Regions from separate parts of the Mus musculus genome. Here region 2 is linked to region 1. A link is a contact called in public Hi-C data. All regions are on one chromosome and are shown on one strand. The core of a region is the stretch at or near the end of the contact, and the rest is flanking DNA. Distances in the headings are between cores, read along the strand shown. Region 1 has its middle 34 kb from the start of Gm46880. Region 2 has its middle 17 kb from the start of Gm46881.

Region 1 (7,742 bases), core at 2,883-5,382:
CTCTGGGAGCTCTAGGGGATCTGGTTGGTTGATATTGTTGTTCTTGCTATGGGGTTGCAAACCCCTTCAGCTCCTTCAGTCCTTTCTCAAACTCCTCTATTGGGACCCCGTGCTAAGTCCAATGGTTGACTGCAAGCATCTGCCTCTGTATTTGTCAGGCTCTGGCAGAGCCTCTCAGGAGACATCTATAACAGCCTCCTGTCAGCAATCACTTCTTGGCATCCATGATAATGTTTGGGTTTATCCCTGGGTGAAACAGTCTCTAGATGGTCTTTCCTTCAGTGTCTGCTCCACACTTTGTCCCCATATTTCTTTTAGACAGGAGCCCTTCTGGGTTAAGAATTTGGAGACAAGTGGGTGGCCCCATTCCCCAACCTGGGGGGCCTTGCTTAACCTTTGGATAGGATCTCTTCAGGTTCTCCTTCCCCTTTGTTGGGCATTTCATGAATCCCCAACCCTTGTCCAAGAGTGACACACTGCATTTCTTTTTTTTTTTTTTTTTTTTTTTTTTTTTTTTTTTTTTTTTTTTTAGCAATCTTAGGATAGCAGAGAGAGCACAAAGGGTTTCCCATGGGTCCTGGCAGAGAAACCCAGCTTGTGGATGACAGTCCTTCTTCCCCAGCTGTGCCAGAAACCAGGTGGGATTCCTCCAAAGAACAACCTCCATGAGCATTACAGACTTACTTTCAATAATGCACAGAAGATGGCAGGCTCCTGCTCACCTTTCCAAGGAAGGGGCAAAGCAATGCATGGTATAGAAAGACACAAGTCTGTACTGGAGGATATAGTTCTTGAGATAATATAGACAAGTGACTAGATGCTCTGGTGCTCCATGGCTCAGCTCCCAGAGGGAGTGAAACTGTTCCAAAGGACTTGTACATCTCTTTCTCCCAATTTCTACTCGTGCCATAATCAGACTCCATACTATCTCTTGCATCAGCCATTGCAACAACGCCATCTGTGGACCCAGCCCTTAATTTTAAGTCTTTCAGTATGCTTCTTGGATTTGCACAAATTTAAAACACAAGACCACTCTCTGTGTTTCATACTCTGAACTCAAATCAGAGGCACAAATGCTTCACTCACACAGCTGACTCTCCAGTTCATAACTACAAGTCATCAACATACATTAGAAAGAATTTCAGGTCTACAAAGAGAGCATACAGAATGGATTTATGGCTTAACTTGAAACTGTCACCTAACCATCCTTAACCTTACCTCCTTAAGAAGTAGCCCTTCCAGGACAGCCTGTTTGATCTGACTGATTATTGGTGCTATACACTGAATTGTGTCCCATTAAGATTTCTATGTTGACACTGTCACCACAATGTTCTTCAATTTGGAGATAATTGAGGTAAAATGAAGTCCAAAATTGGTGATCTGGTGAGACTCAACTGCTGTCTTAATAAGTGGAAGAGATACCAGAAAAGAGATATCTAGATATTTCTCTTTCTCTCTTTTTTAATCTGTAAAAGTACAGAAACGGGGCCATGTGAGAACACGAGAGAAAAGAAAAAGGGATCACCTCCATGTCAGAGAGAGGTCGTACCAGACACCAACAGTGCTGGCATGTCTTGGCCTTTTTCTAGACTCTGAAACTATAGGAGAATAAAGTTGACTGTCTGAGCCACTCAGTCTGTGGTGTTTTGTAGACAGAAGTCTGTAGCAAATGAGAGAGGGAGAGAGAGAGAGAGAGAGAGAGAGAGAGAGAGAGAGAGACTAAGGAAAGAGAGGTCAGGTTGGAAACAACAGGCAGAACAATTGGAGTGAAGAATAGTTCTGTCCAGAAAGACCCAACAAAGTATTGTGCTGGTCCACAGGGAGAACATCCCTGCTTTATCTTGCTACCAGCTCCACTGTTTAAACTGTGCCTGCCAGCAATCTGATGATGGAATAGAAATGGCCTTTCTTGGGTTAAAACAGAAGTTCTGCTCTGCATTTTAAATATCTGCTTATCTCAATGCCAGGGTAGATATGTTTCTAGCCTAGTGGTGCATTATGCATAACTAAAATTGAATAGGACATTTCAAATCAGAAGGCTTCACACAAAGCAGGTGCTTAACAAAAGGTGTGGCGGACAAATGAAAAATAGCACCTAATTCACCCTCTAAATCAGAACCTAGTGCTAATGCATTTTAAACTTATAGACATTGAATCTTTAAGCAATTTATGCTGTCTTATCAGATTAACAATGAGCCAAGCAGCATTCTCCTTAAGAATGTGAAACAGAATAGTGACAGCATTATTTAAACAAAGGGGGGAAAACATCATTTGATCATTTGTTTTGTTGCTTCAGACATCATAGCTACTGATTCTATAAAAACAAAGAACCTATGAATCAATGAGGCACGGCATCCTTTCATTAATGACTTAACCCTTTCTATTATAGGTAAATCAGACAAACAGACAAAAAATAGTGATAAGTCGAGTAATTTGGACCACAGACTATGATGATTAAAAACCTCCAAATCTATTTCTTACAATAGATTTTGTTTTAAGAGCCCAAATAGACTAAATGATATACCAAGCCTTTCATCTTCCTTCTGCCAATTCTTTCTCTGCTGTCTTCCCATCCCTACTAAAGAAATCTCTGCTGATCTTTTCATGCAAGATGCAGCTATGTGCTCCTTCTTGCATAAACATTTGCAATTCACTAAGGAGGATGTACGATGCACCTTGCATGCTTATCAAGCGCCGTGAGAACTTTATAGATTACTGCCTGCCTCAGGATTCTGGTTCCCTGGTGCTTATGCATAAGCAATGGATTTATGCAAACACTGTAACATTTCCAAACAGACTGTGACATGAGTTGTTCCTAGTTCATATAAGGTTCAGATACACAGCCTATTTTACGTTAGTGCTAGATCAAGTCATCTCATGGAGTTTAAATGTATCATTTCAACTTATAATGTTGTCAGTATAAAATGTCATAATGTGGTACTCAATTTGAACAGTAAAATGGATACTAATCTCAGGCTTCCGCACATTGCTGTGGTGGAACTGAACAATGGGAAGCAGCCTCTGTCTGTCTGGCAGTCGCTGCATCCAGTATCTGTGCATATGTGGGAAACCTCTTGTTATATACAGTCTACTTATTCCCTGTGATCTAGAGGGCTTATAAAGCCCCGGCGGTATAATACGCATTATGACTGAAATTGGATAATATGTGTAGTGGGGGGGGCTTACCAAGAACAACATCATTGAATTATAATGATAACATGCCTATTTACATAATGATAATGCACATATTAACTGCCAAACATGTTTGCTTTGCATTAGTGTTTATAGAAGGGCATAGGGAATTTAAAAATTATGAAAGGGTGTTTTTCTAGTTTCCATTAGTATAGTAGAGAGATTATTGAAGAAAGAAAATGGAAAAAAACTCATACTTCTGTGAGTGACATTAATGAAGCCTGCTCTTTGTTTGATTCGTGTGTTTTATGAGTTCAAGCAGGCATGTACAAAATGCACCCTGCTCTTTGATTTATTTTTCCTAATTCTGGGACATGCTGTCCCCTTAAAACAAGTAAAAACTCTTGCGTGGATTTGTTTTATTTATTTTTTTGGCAGCCAGCATCAAAAATGAAACACGAACAAATCATCCCTGTTGCTAGCATGTCCTCCTCACAAACCGTTTCTTGAGGAAGCCTCCATTGGAATCTCTTACCCTGAGATGGGAAAAGCTACATATCCCAAACTGTGAATTTTATTTGTATGTCGACAAAAAGCCAAAAGTTGGGAGATGTTATTTTGTGAGCTGTCATATGTTTCCTGAACTTTTTAGAATAGAAGGGAGCCATGGCAGGGCCCTTTCCCTCGCTCCTGTAACAAAGGCATGTCCCAGTTTATTTAAAAAAAAAAAAAATCATACACAACAATGCTGCTTGCCAGGTTTCAGAGTCCTAATGAAAATTTGGTCCAGAGCACAAAAATTTTCTGGAAAAATGCCTGAAATTTCCCTGTCGCAGATGTTTCGACAGAAGGTGCTTGCATGCCATTCGTTAATACTGCGCCATACGGGACTCAGTGTGGCCACCGCAATATAACCAGTAAGTAACACACGCAGCGTGCACACAGCTCCGCCAAAGTCCCCGTCTGTTGTGTGGGACTCGTATCCCATGGATTGAGACGTACCTTGATGAAACTGCATTGTCATGGAATGATAATATTTGCAGATCACCATGCACAGAAGCACACTATGGAGAACGTGGGAGGTCCGTTGGCTTCAGCGCACTTTTTGGCAGAGGAACTGACGAGCTGAGCTTGCATTTGATTCTTAGTGTTTGTGGTCCTCTTCGCCTCCCCCGCCCCTCATCTGCCAAACTACAGGAATAACTCTGTGCATAGAAAATTGCTTACCGGAGAATTTTTTTTGGGGGGGGGGGTGGTGGTGATATAAATAAAAGGTCACTTGGAAGTTGTTCATAGGTGTGGAAGGCACATATAGTCTGCTTTTGTTTGTTAATGAGTTCCAAAAATAGAGAAGTGACTTCCTGTCCATTCTCTTTGAAGAATTCCTTTATAGTGGAGGAAGCCCATCAACTTCAGAGACACATCTCTAGTCCTGCTCACTCACATAGATTTTCCTGAGAATCTAGAGAATTCTTGCTGGATAAGACTATCTGCAACAGAGCTTTCACTCATTTTGAGCAGCAGACTCGCTGCTATGAATATTCCATAGACAAACATGGCTGCTGTGTCATAGAAATGATTACCTGTAATGTTTGCCACTTAGAGAGAGGACACTGTCAGAAGGTGTGGAAGACTCATCCTCCAGCAGGACTTGGCAACCCCCAGTTGCAGAAGAGATGCATACACAGTCAGTATTGTTTTGGTCATTTAAGGAATTACAATATACCAAGGTTTATGTAGCTTCATATTAGTGCTTTTACTTTCTCCAATATCTCAGAAAGCCTTAGAAACCAAGAGTGACCAAAGCACTTGCTAATTTATCATGGCCTTTAAAACAATGCTGGGATTAAGATACTTCCTTTATTTTATAATTGTTTCGTGGGAAAGATGTTTACAAATAATTTCTTTCAAGATTGTCTTTCTCTTTATATATTTTACTACTACATGTTAATTCCATTGGCTAATAGGTCTCATCTTTGAGTAATTGGAAATGCATATATAACTGCTTTGTTTATTTTAACAAACTGAAATTAGTGTCTTCATAAATGAGAAAGATTTAGTAGTCAACTGAAGTTATTAAGATGCCTTAGATTTTTTCTTCTTTTAACAGAGATTTTGATAATAACACTAAGGTTTTGTTTCTTTTTTCCAAAACAGACTGAGAAAAGGAATTATTCTTCCAGTCACTTTTCTTAAATAGAAGAAAATATTGCTTATTGTTAGTGATTAAAATGGTTCTTTCCTTATTGTGTTCATAATATAAAAATACTTTCTATATATTATCTCTCATAATCTTTCCAACAATATATGAATACCTTTCTCAATTATCAGTAAAAATCTGAGGCTCCATATTACTAAGAAACTTGTCTAGAAGAATACATTTGATTTATTTTATGTAGTTCTTTGATGTAGGCTCTCTAACTCAAATTTTGGGCTCCTTTTATTGCCATATACAGTGATTCAAGTAAACTCCAAAATTAATTAATATAAAGCATAACCAATCAGCAGCTCTTGAACACAAAATCAGTGATTCTCCTGAGTCTTCTCAAATGACATTATAAAAATTTAGTGTCATTAACTTTTGGGGAACATTGGATGTTGTTGTCTGAACTATCTAGAACATTAATATAATATATAGAAGTACATTTATAAAACATTGATTATTTTTATAAAGTACATTTATAAAAACTGTTCACTAAATTATTTCACTATTATACATTTAAGTATATGCTTTTCCATATTTGTATATATATTTTGTAAATTATTTTTTTCCTAACGAAGTCTCACGTAGCCAAGGCTTCCCTTCAGCTCACTGTGTAGCCAGGACTGATCTTGAAGTTTTGATTCTCTTGTCTTTTTGTCCAGAGTGCAGTATTCCAGCTGGGCACCATGATACCTGCTTTCATCCATGATGGACATTAAACCCTGGGCTTTGCACATGCTCCAAGGACTCTATTCACTGAATTATATTCCCAGCATTTAAACAATATTGATATCAATGAAGTATACAAGTCTTCTGAATTTGAGTTAAGCCCAGAACTTACAAGAGTTTGCTTTTCACTTGACTAAACAGAAGTAAATTAAGAAAACAACTGAAATGTTGACTTGAGTCACAAAAATCTGCCCCCTGGGCTCATACAGCTGTTTCTCTTATATAGACTCATGTATGTGTTTACCTCTTTTAAAGGTAAGAAAAGTGTTTGGGGGTTATTTTGGCTTTGTGTGTCTTTTGATTTATTTTTGTTGTTTGTTTTTTGTTGTTGTTTTGTTTTGTTTTTAAACCATAAACTTATGTTCATTTGAAAATTGCCCAAGCTGAACATGGTGGCTTATACCTATAGTATCAATAGGTGAAAGGCTAAGAATGCCAGGTTAATTTGGGCTATAGACTGAGACCCTATGTGAAGACAGTAAGAGAAAAGATAGGAGAAAGAGGGAAGGAGGAAGGAAAGAAGGAAGGAAAAGGCTTCCGATCATTTCCAAGTCACTGAAAAGTTAAACTGATACGTTTTAGTATTCCTGGAGGGAAAAGAACTAAAGCTCTCTGTTGTTTCTCAGTATGCAGTACCGTATACCATTCCCTGAGAGGACATTTCTCTGCTGTATCTTTAGAAACCACTGGCTGGTGATAGCAAATTGTTCAGTGGAGATGGTTAATAAAACCAACTTCAAAAGTTAGGGTCCAACCACTTCACCAGAGGAGAGGAAGAAGTCTCTGTTTGCCTGGTGAGCATATCCTGCTAGAAAATATGCTCTTCTAGCCAGCCATCAAGCTGATTCTTAATCAATTCAGAGTGGCATGTTCTTTGAAACTATGCTACAATCAATCACTTAATATCATTTTAATGTATGTTTACTAATCTCCAGAATCCAGCTTGTTCTATGTTGTATTTTTCTTTTCGGTAGATTAGATATTCCAAACTGCTAGTTCCCTGGAAGATTTCTAAATATTTCTAAGCTTTCCAGGGAACAACTGGTCAATGTTATACAATACTGAGAATCTGGAAGTCATTCTGTGCAATGATGCCCACCGGCTGAGCCCTCAAACGAGCCAAGCTGCCCACAGTATCATGGGGTAAGCCAAGCTGCCACAGTATCACGGGGAGATGAGGCACATTGCATGCTCTTATTCCTAAACACTCCCCTTCAATATTTTGCGTTTTTATGATATGTTTTATTTTGTCTTCTGTCTTCAATTTGTGTCTCCCATTGTACTGGCTAGTTTTGTGTCAACTTGACACAGCTGGAGTTATCACAGAGAAAGGAGCTTCAATTGAGGAAATGCCTCCACGAGATCCAACTGTAAGGCATTTTCTCAATTAGTGATCAAGGGTGAAAGGCCCCTTGTGGGTGGGACCATCTCTGTGCTGGTAGTCTTGGGTTCTATAAAAAGAGCAGGCTGAGCAAGCCAGGGGAAGCAAGCCAGTAAGGAACATCCCTCCATGGCCTCTGCATCAGCTCCTGCTTCCTGACCTGCTTGAGTTCCCAGTCCCGACTTCCTTTGGTGATGAACAGCAGTCTGGAAGTGTAAGCCGAATAAACCCTTTCCTCCCCAACTTGCTTCTTGGTCATGATGTTTGTGCAGGAATAGAAACCCTGACTAAGACACC
Region 2 (7,742 bases), core at 3,151-5,650, 290 kb after region 1:
ATGATCAGTGGTTCTCAGCCTTCCTAATACTGTGACTTTTTAATACATTTCCTCATGTTGTGGTGATCCCAACTATAAAATTATTTCATTATAATTATGCTACTGTTATGAATTATAATGTAAACATATGCTATACAGGATAGCTGAATTGCAGCCCTAGTGAAAGGATCCTTCCATCCACAGGTTGAGAACTGATGCAGAAGATAAAAGGAGAAGGGTCTAAGGTCAAGGTTATCCTTTAGTATATAGCACATTTAAGGATACACATACCATACCTCAAACACAAAGACACACACACACATACACACACACCATACCTCAAACACACAGACACACACACACATGCACACTACTGAGTCTATTCAAGATTGTTTATAGCTTGTATATGTTAAGTTCTGCTTAGGATTGGATAACCTCTCAGGGGCTTATCCATGAAAAGAACTCCTCAGCTGCATTTGATTGCCTGTATATCATTATTAGGAACAGGGTCTTATAAAACTTCTCTATCCATGTTTTCACAACTGGTGTCATCAGGGTTTTAAATTTTTTTATTATTTAAATGCATTTTATACATCAAACATATTAATATTATTGAGAATTTTGAGAATCAAATAATACATTAATAATTGTTCAACTTTTATATTAATATCCTTTCATACCCTAAAAATATCACTAATGAACATTTAATACTATCCATAACTGAGGATCCTATATCTTATGTTGAATACCAAATTGTTTCAAAACATATAAAATATTCTTTGGGAATTAAGCATAATAAAAGAACACAAAATATTAAAAATGAATCATAAAGAAATATGATACCACCTGACATAGAGAGTATTTAAAACACATTATCTATCTGTGTACATTGTCTAGCTATAAGTTTACTTTAAAAAGATTATCAGTGTTTCTAGGAAAGAAACTATTTTATCAGTAACTATATTTTAAAAATTTCAAAATAGCAAAAACTCTTTGAAGTTAAATATTAAGAAAATGCTAATTTCAAGCACAGTGAGAAAAATTATAAATATGATTTCCATGATGTTAGTAGAACATGATATTAATATTTTCAACTGTTAATATTCAGCAAACAAAATAAAATAATTATTTTAAGAGAGAAAGAATACACCAGACTTCTCACCAGAAACTATGAAAGCCAGAAGATCCTGGGCAGATGTTATACAGACCCAAAGAGAACACAAATGCCAGCCCAAGCTACTATACCCAATAAAACTCAGAATTACCATAGACGGAGAAAACAAGATATTCCATGACAAAACCAGATTTACAAAATATCTTTCCATAAATCCAGCCCTACAAAGGATAATAGATGGAAAACACCAACACGAGGAGGGAAACTACACCCTAGAAGAAGTAACAAAGTAATCTTTCAACAAACCCACAACAAGATAGCCACACAAACATAATTCCACCTCTAGCATTGTTAATTCCTCACCTGGAACTAACAATCACTTTTCCTTAATATCTCTTAACATCAATGGACTCAATTCCCCCAATAAAATGTCATAGACTAACAGACTGATACATAGACAGGACCGAGCATTTTGCTGCATACAGGAAATGTACCTCAGTGCCATCAGATTTTTTAGGCAGCCATATTGTTAAGGTTTCATGGACTCATCTTCCCTGTAATATCTAGAAAACGCAATCTCATATCTTGGTCCTCAAAACTCAGCCTAGTAGTTTGCATGCAGTAGGACCTCAGGAGGAGCAGGTGGAGGAAGAAGTAAAAAGTTGGTGAAGAAATCTATAAACTTCCGTCAACAATATCGCAGTGGAGAGTACTCTAAAATTTCCAAAATTCACATATGACTGTTTAGTTGAGTAATTAATAATATTATAGGAGCACGAGTCCATGAGGTGAAGGGCCTTGGAAAACATGAAGAACTATACAATTCTTGTTGCTTGCGTACAACTCTTCCCACAAACTAGACTCATTTATTATTCTGCTAATCTTATGAAAGACTTCATTACTTCTTTATTTTTTTAATTTTTTATTAGGTATTTTCCTCATTTACATTTCCAATGCTATCCCAAAAGTCCCCCATACCCTCCCCCCCACTCCCCTACCCACCCACTCCCACTTCTTGGCCCTGGCGTTCCCCTGTACTGAGGCAGATAAAGTTTGCATGACCAATGGGCCTCTCTTTCCACTGATGGCCAACTAGGCCATCTTCTGATACATATGCAGCTAGAGACACTAGCTCTGGGGCGGGGGTGGGGGGGTGGGGGGGGTACTGGTTAGTTCATATTGTTGTTCCACCTATAGGGTTGCAGATCCCTTTAGCTCCTTGGATATTTTCTCTAGCTCCTCCATTGGGGGCCCTGTGATCCATCCAATAGCTGACTGTGAGCATCCACTTCTGTGTTTGCTAGGCCCCAGCATAGCCTCACAAGAGACAGCTATATCAGGGACCTTTCAGCAAAATCTTGCTAGTGTGTGCAATGGTATCTGCATTTGGCGGCTGAATTTTGTATTAATATTAAATACTTTTTTCATAGAATAGACCCAAGCTACAATTTTCTCTCCCTCCGCTCATCCCAGCTTCTCTCAGCTGCCCTCCTCACCAGATCCATGCCCTTCCATCTACCTTCCGAGACTCTTCAGTCTGCACTCAACACTCCTTTCCTTCTCTTTGGGTTGCCTTGCCCAGTCTGGATATGAGGGTTTTTCCCTTTCCTCATTGTATCTTGTTTCATTATAAACTTCTGTGCTAATGCCATAATGGCTTTTATCCCGTAGCCATATTCAAGCAGAGATAACCCTGGCCTGGCCGTAGTGCCCATGTGGCAAGCAGAACATTGCAGTGACTGTGAAGTCCATGTCAATTGTAATGATGATCTTGACACTCCACAGAAGGGAGCTTCATATGATTGGCACTAGGCATTCATCCTTGATCCCATCCCTGCTTTCCCACCACTGCAAGTGACCTTGGTAGATGCTAGAGTATACTAAAACATACACTACAGTGGTGCTGCACTATGCAACTGTCATGGGGTTTCATCTATAATAGTGTGGTACCTTGTGTGATGAAGCTGTTTGGAAGTTATACATGCTCTTATAGAACCCCTCCCTCTTGCTCTAGGAGTAAGACTAATCAAATCATTGACTCACCAGCTTAGAATCAAGCAGAATTGGTACCTTGGTCTGTTGTGCCCTATATGGAGTGAACAGACATTTGCTCACATCATCCCCAGGAAAAGTCAAGAGACCATATGTAAATATAAATATGTAAATGTAAATATGGAAGTTACATTTACATATGTGTATAATGTTTCTGGGATGAGGGCCGGAAACTTTCAACAAACTGACCTACAAATTGAAGCAACCAAGGAGGGGGCGCTACATAGTCCATATAAGAGCTTGTTTGTAAAAGCTTGGAAGTTTTAAAAATGCATTTTTTTTCTCACAAGCTACATTTTGTCCTTTACTTTTAAAAAAGACACACTTAGAGATGAATCACTTCTATGTGTAAAATATTGTTATAGCCTAAAGAACTGTCTCCATAGAGGGAGCAGGCGCTAGCCTTGAAGAACAGGGACAAGGTGTGCATACAATAACTCTGAGCTCAGCATCCTCCAGGAGGGTGTGGCTCTGGGCTTGAACCCACAAGTCTCCTGGCCTCTCTTCTCCTCCCCTGTTGATCTTCATCTTACAACATCTTTGAAAAATAATAGGCATTTGGCATTTTTTCCCCTCCCTTACTTCCCTTCCTCCCTCCTCCCTCTCATTCTGGAGTTGGGGAAGGATCACTATGTTTGGCAGCTGTCAGCTTGTCATTATTGGCCCCGCTGTCCCATCTGCACTGCTTAAATTGTACAGTCACAGGGGGTTTTACCCAAACAGGCTCTCAGGGGAACTGTAACATACCTCTTGATTTGACTGTGAAGTTATACTTGTGATTATTAATAGACAAGATAAGAGGTTGGTGCTCTGTTCATCCATATTCCAGCTAATTATTCAGTTCGATCTAAACTGATTATAATACTGATAGATAAGCACAGCACATTTACTACTGCAGCTAGCAGTGGCCAAGGGTCTTGACACAGTGCTGTCATTCGGGTTTATCAGAAAGGAAGCTGGGAGGGGTTGGTAAAGGAGATGAAGAAGCTGCGTTGGTTGATTAGCAATGTGCTGCATGGGACCATTTATAATGAAGCATATCATTTAAATTTTCCTTTACAAATGAGTCCAATGTGTGTTGCAGGCTGCAGGCTCCGTTAATTGTCACAAACATTGCTTTTTTTTTTAACATTATTAGCTCTTTGGCAGGATCTCCATTGTTGACTAAAAACTTGGCATGATCAGGGCTTGCTGAATAATTTAGGTGGTTGGCAGCTGGAGAGGAGAACACACACATCTCGGCAGACAGACATGCTGCTTGAGCTCTTTATATAATAGGATTGTATACAAAGCAGAGTACAGTCGGCAGTGACTTCTGTGTCTGTTTATAGGTAAACACTGATGTTAGTTTTATGGGAAAACTAGAGGGATACTTCTCACAAATCGCATGCAGCATATGAGACAGATGCAGTGGAGGACTGTTGAAACGACTCATCATTCCTGGCTCTCACAGGATATGACTGTTGGAGTTCCACACACCGGCATTTATGCTGCTGCTGCTGTGGGGAAACTTTGAGGTCTTGACCACTGCCATAGAAGGACTAAGATAAGACAGTGCTGCCCAACATGATGAAAGCTTCTAAGCAGTTCAAAAATATGCATCAATCTCAAAGACTATGAGACATATATACACTGGGAAAATTCATATAGAAGGCTGTGTTTCAGGAGGTGTATACCATACACCATATAGGTATACCATAAGTTGAGGGACCTGGAAAAAGCCATAGACAATGTAGCAGATAATACATGTACAACTCTATTCGATGTGAGCTAAATTCACCAATTCTTGTTCAAATGGAAATACTCTAGCAGAATACACTCTAAGATTCAGTCAACAAAAGCAACTCTTTAAAGCCAACAGGATTTAACAGCCAATTTAATTCATAAATTAAAGCACTAGCTAGCATAGAGTCAACTGGATAAAGATTTAGTTAAAAGCTGAGGGTGCTGGCCATTTGGTAGAGTGTTCACCTAGCAGGCATAAGTTCCATCCCTATCAGCATGCAAACAAGGTGTTGAAAATATACTTATGTAACCCTGTGCTCAGGAGGTGACAAAAGTATGATCAGATGTGCAAGCCCATCTTTGGATGCATAGCAATTTTGAGACTAAATTGAGTTACCTGAGACCCAGTGTATACACACACACACACACACACACACACACACACACTGAACAAAGTCACCAGGGTCCTATTTTTCAGTACCCATTATTTTTTTGTCCACTGTACTAGCTTCAAAGGCTTCACTGTCATGTTGGTGACAGTTGGCCAGAGTTCCAATTGCCCACACTTTGAGTTCATCAACAGTGGGTAGGTGAGGTGGCACTAATTTTCAAGGCTCTGTTAACCACACAGGCTTTTGCTTTAAATGATGCCTGGGGTAAGTTTGGGAAGAATGAGATACAAAACTGCAAACACAGAATGTAGATAATCAGTGTTTGTTAAATGTCTCATCAATGTGGATGAACAGGTAATAGAAGGAAGTGAAGGAAGGAAAGATTTATTTGGGAGTCACCATTTGCTAGGATGTGGAAGACTTGCTGGGTGACTGGAGCAGGAGGCACCTGGTCACATTGTACCCACAGCCAGAAATCTGAGAAAGATGAGAACTGGTCCCCACCCTCTTGCCTTTCATCAGTCCAGAATCCTTGCTTAAGGGACAGATCACCTACATTGAGGATCAGTGCCCTTCAGTTAAAGGTCTCTGAAAGCATCTTCACAAACCTTTCAGGGGTCCACTTCCCTAGAGTCTAGACCCCATCACATTTACCATGAGGATTACCCATCACAGTGACTGAAAAAGAACAAAACTAGCCAGCAAAAGTTAGAGCATACAGTTAAGGTTTCCCTGTGTTTGTTTCATTATGTAACTGGTGTTAATTTGGTGTGTCTTTCTTATACACTAGCCTAGAAATGGTTTTGACAACTAAACTACAATAATAAAATATATGAGTTATCCTTTTTATAGCCACATCAAGGCTTACTATGGGCTTGAAATAAACTCTGAACCAATATAATTTTAGTGTAGAAAGAATTGTCTTACGGAGTAATAAGCTGAGATTTCATGTGCCAACCTGGCTATGTCCACAGCCTACAGAGAGGAAAGTCAGACATCTTTGATCTTAAGTTCCATAATGAAGTGATATGCTGATGCCAAATGCATTGTTTCCTGAATTCTAGATGTTCTTCTGAGAGGAGCTTAAAATCTACATCTACATATATTTCGTATGACTACGTAAGTCTATATGTATGACTTGGGGTGTGGTTTAATGCTTGCCTACTGGTTTAATAACAAATGAAGTGCAAATGATGTATATTCCTCTCACTTTTCTGGTCCATCCATCCTTACAGGTTGTTTGGCTTGGTGCATGCAAAACAACACAACAGAGTAGAACCAATTAAGGCTACAAGGCTAAAACCTGGACCATAAATCAGACAGTTAAATGAATCTGCCATTTAGGAAACTTTCACAGAACCACACAGGATTATTCAAGCTGTGCCCCTTCCAGTAAGTGGATCTGCTGCATGCTCTATTCATCAGAATGAATCTTTGCCCTCATTTTTTTTAAAAGGCCACCTTTCAAACAGCACTTTCCATAACCTGGTAGATAGGACTGTGGCATATTAGAAATTCACAACTATTCGACTTGATAATGTAGTTAAATCAGTAACAATTTCACAATCACCCTTAGAACAACAAAAGGCATACTAAAGTTAAAATTCTGTGAGGTTCTGGTAGAATAAGATAACAACTAGAGATGGTAATTTCCTGCCTTTCAGTCAATCCAATGTAGTTTGTGACTTTTGTCTAGCATACCCTATTCCTCAAGCCAGCATTGTGGCACACTGATTTTTAATAGGCACATACTTCTTTAGCTTTAGTTCAGAATAATGGATGTAAAATTTAAAAACTAATTAATCCTAAAGTTATTAATGAAATCATTACTATTATTTTTGTGGCATATGTATCTACATTGTTCACCCCACCTTGAGACAAGAGGAAACTTTTGGAGCTAACGTGACAAAATAAATATACTAATAAATTCTAAATGAAGAGATTTGGAAAGCAAAATTCAAATCAAAAACGTTTACTTCTCTTTTGCTGCAGAGAACACCCACATCACTGTCTACATCTTTCTATACATGAATTTTAAGTGATTAAGAGATGTCAAATGTTATTCTGAGGTGCTAGTAACACAGGATATGAAAATATGATTCCAGGCTCCCAATAACATTACACCTAGTGAAGTTAGACCTGCTTGTCAGAAGGGGACTAACCCACCCTGTTGTGGGGGCTAGAGCAGTCTACAGGAAGGCCTTACTGCAGGAAAGGGACTGAGCAGGAGCACTCTCTGGAGGAAGCTGTGTCAGCTAAGGTCTGAAAGGTGTACTCATGTTAACAAATGTGGGAGGGTTTTGCTACAGGTCCAGGGGAGTTAAAGTCATTGTTGAGGCACCAAGAGGAAGTGAAGTTGGAAGAGTAAGCAGAACCTAGTCTGAAGGAAGTCAACATTGCCCTAAGGTGTTTGGATTTTCACCCTGAATAATGACTCTGGAAACAGAGTAGAGTAAGGTTGGTTTAAACTGTGAAATGTA

What was found. Hi-C and Micro-C count contacts between places; a contact is called where the count stands out from the background.
Region 2: a contact with region 1 is called in a Hi-C map of ventral hippocampal neurons, with 1.6 times the contacts expected there. The contact joins two enhancer-like sites. A contact is called at or near these places in 3 of 484 Hi-C or Micro-C datasets (cerebellar granule neurons, cerebellum and ventral hippocampal neurons).

What each region holds. Positions count from the first base shown.
Region 1 is chr4:13,244,584-13,252,325 of GRCm38.p6, forward strand. No RefSeq gene overlaps it. Among named protein-coding and RNA genes, the nearest start is that of Gm46880, 34 kb to the right of the region's middle. Within about 2 kb of position 4,133, at least 18 of the 459 cell types and tissues checked have an H3K27ac peak or open chromatin away from gene starts, as enhancers often do. A contact at or near this core is called in ventral hippocampal neurons, where this site is marked.
Region 2 is chr4:13,532,696-13,540,437 of GRCm38.p6, forward strand. No RefSeq gene overlaps it. Among named protein-coding and RNA genes, the nearest start is that of Gm46881, 17 kb to the left of the region's middle. Within about 2 kb of position 4,401, at least 11 of the 459 cell types and tissues checked have an H3K27ac peak or open chromatin away from gene starts, as enhancers often do. A contact at or near this core is called in ventral hippocampal neurons, where this site is marked.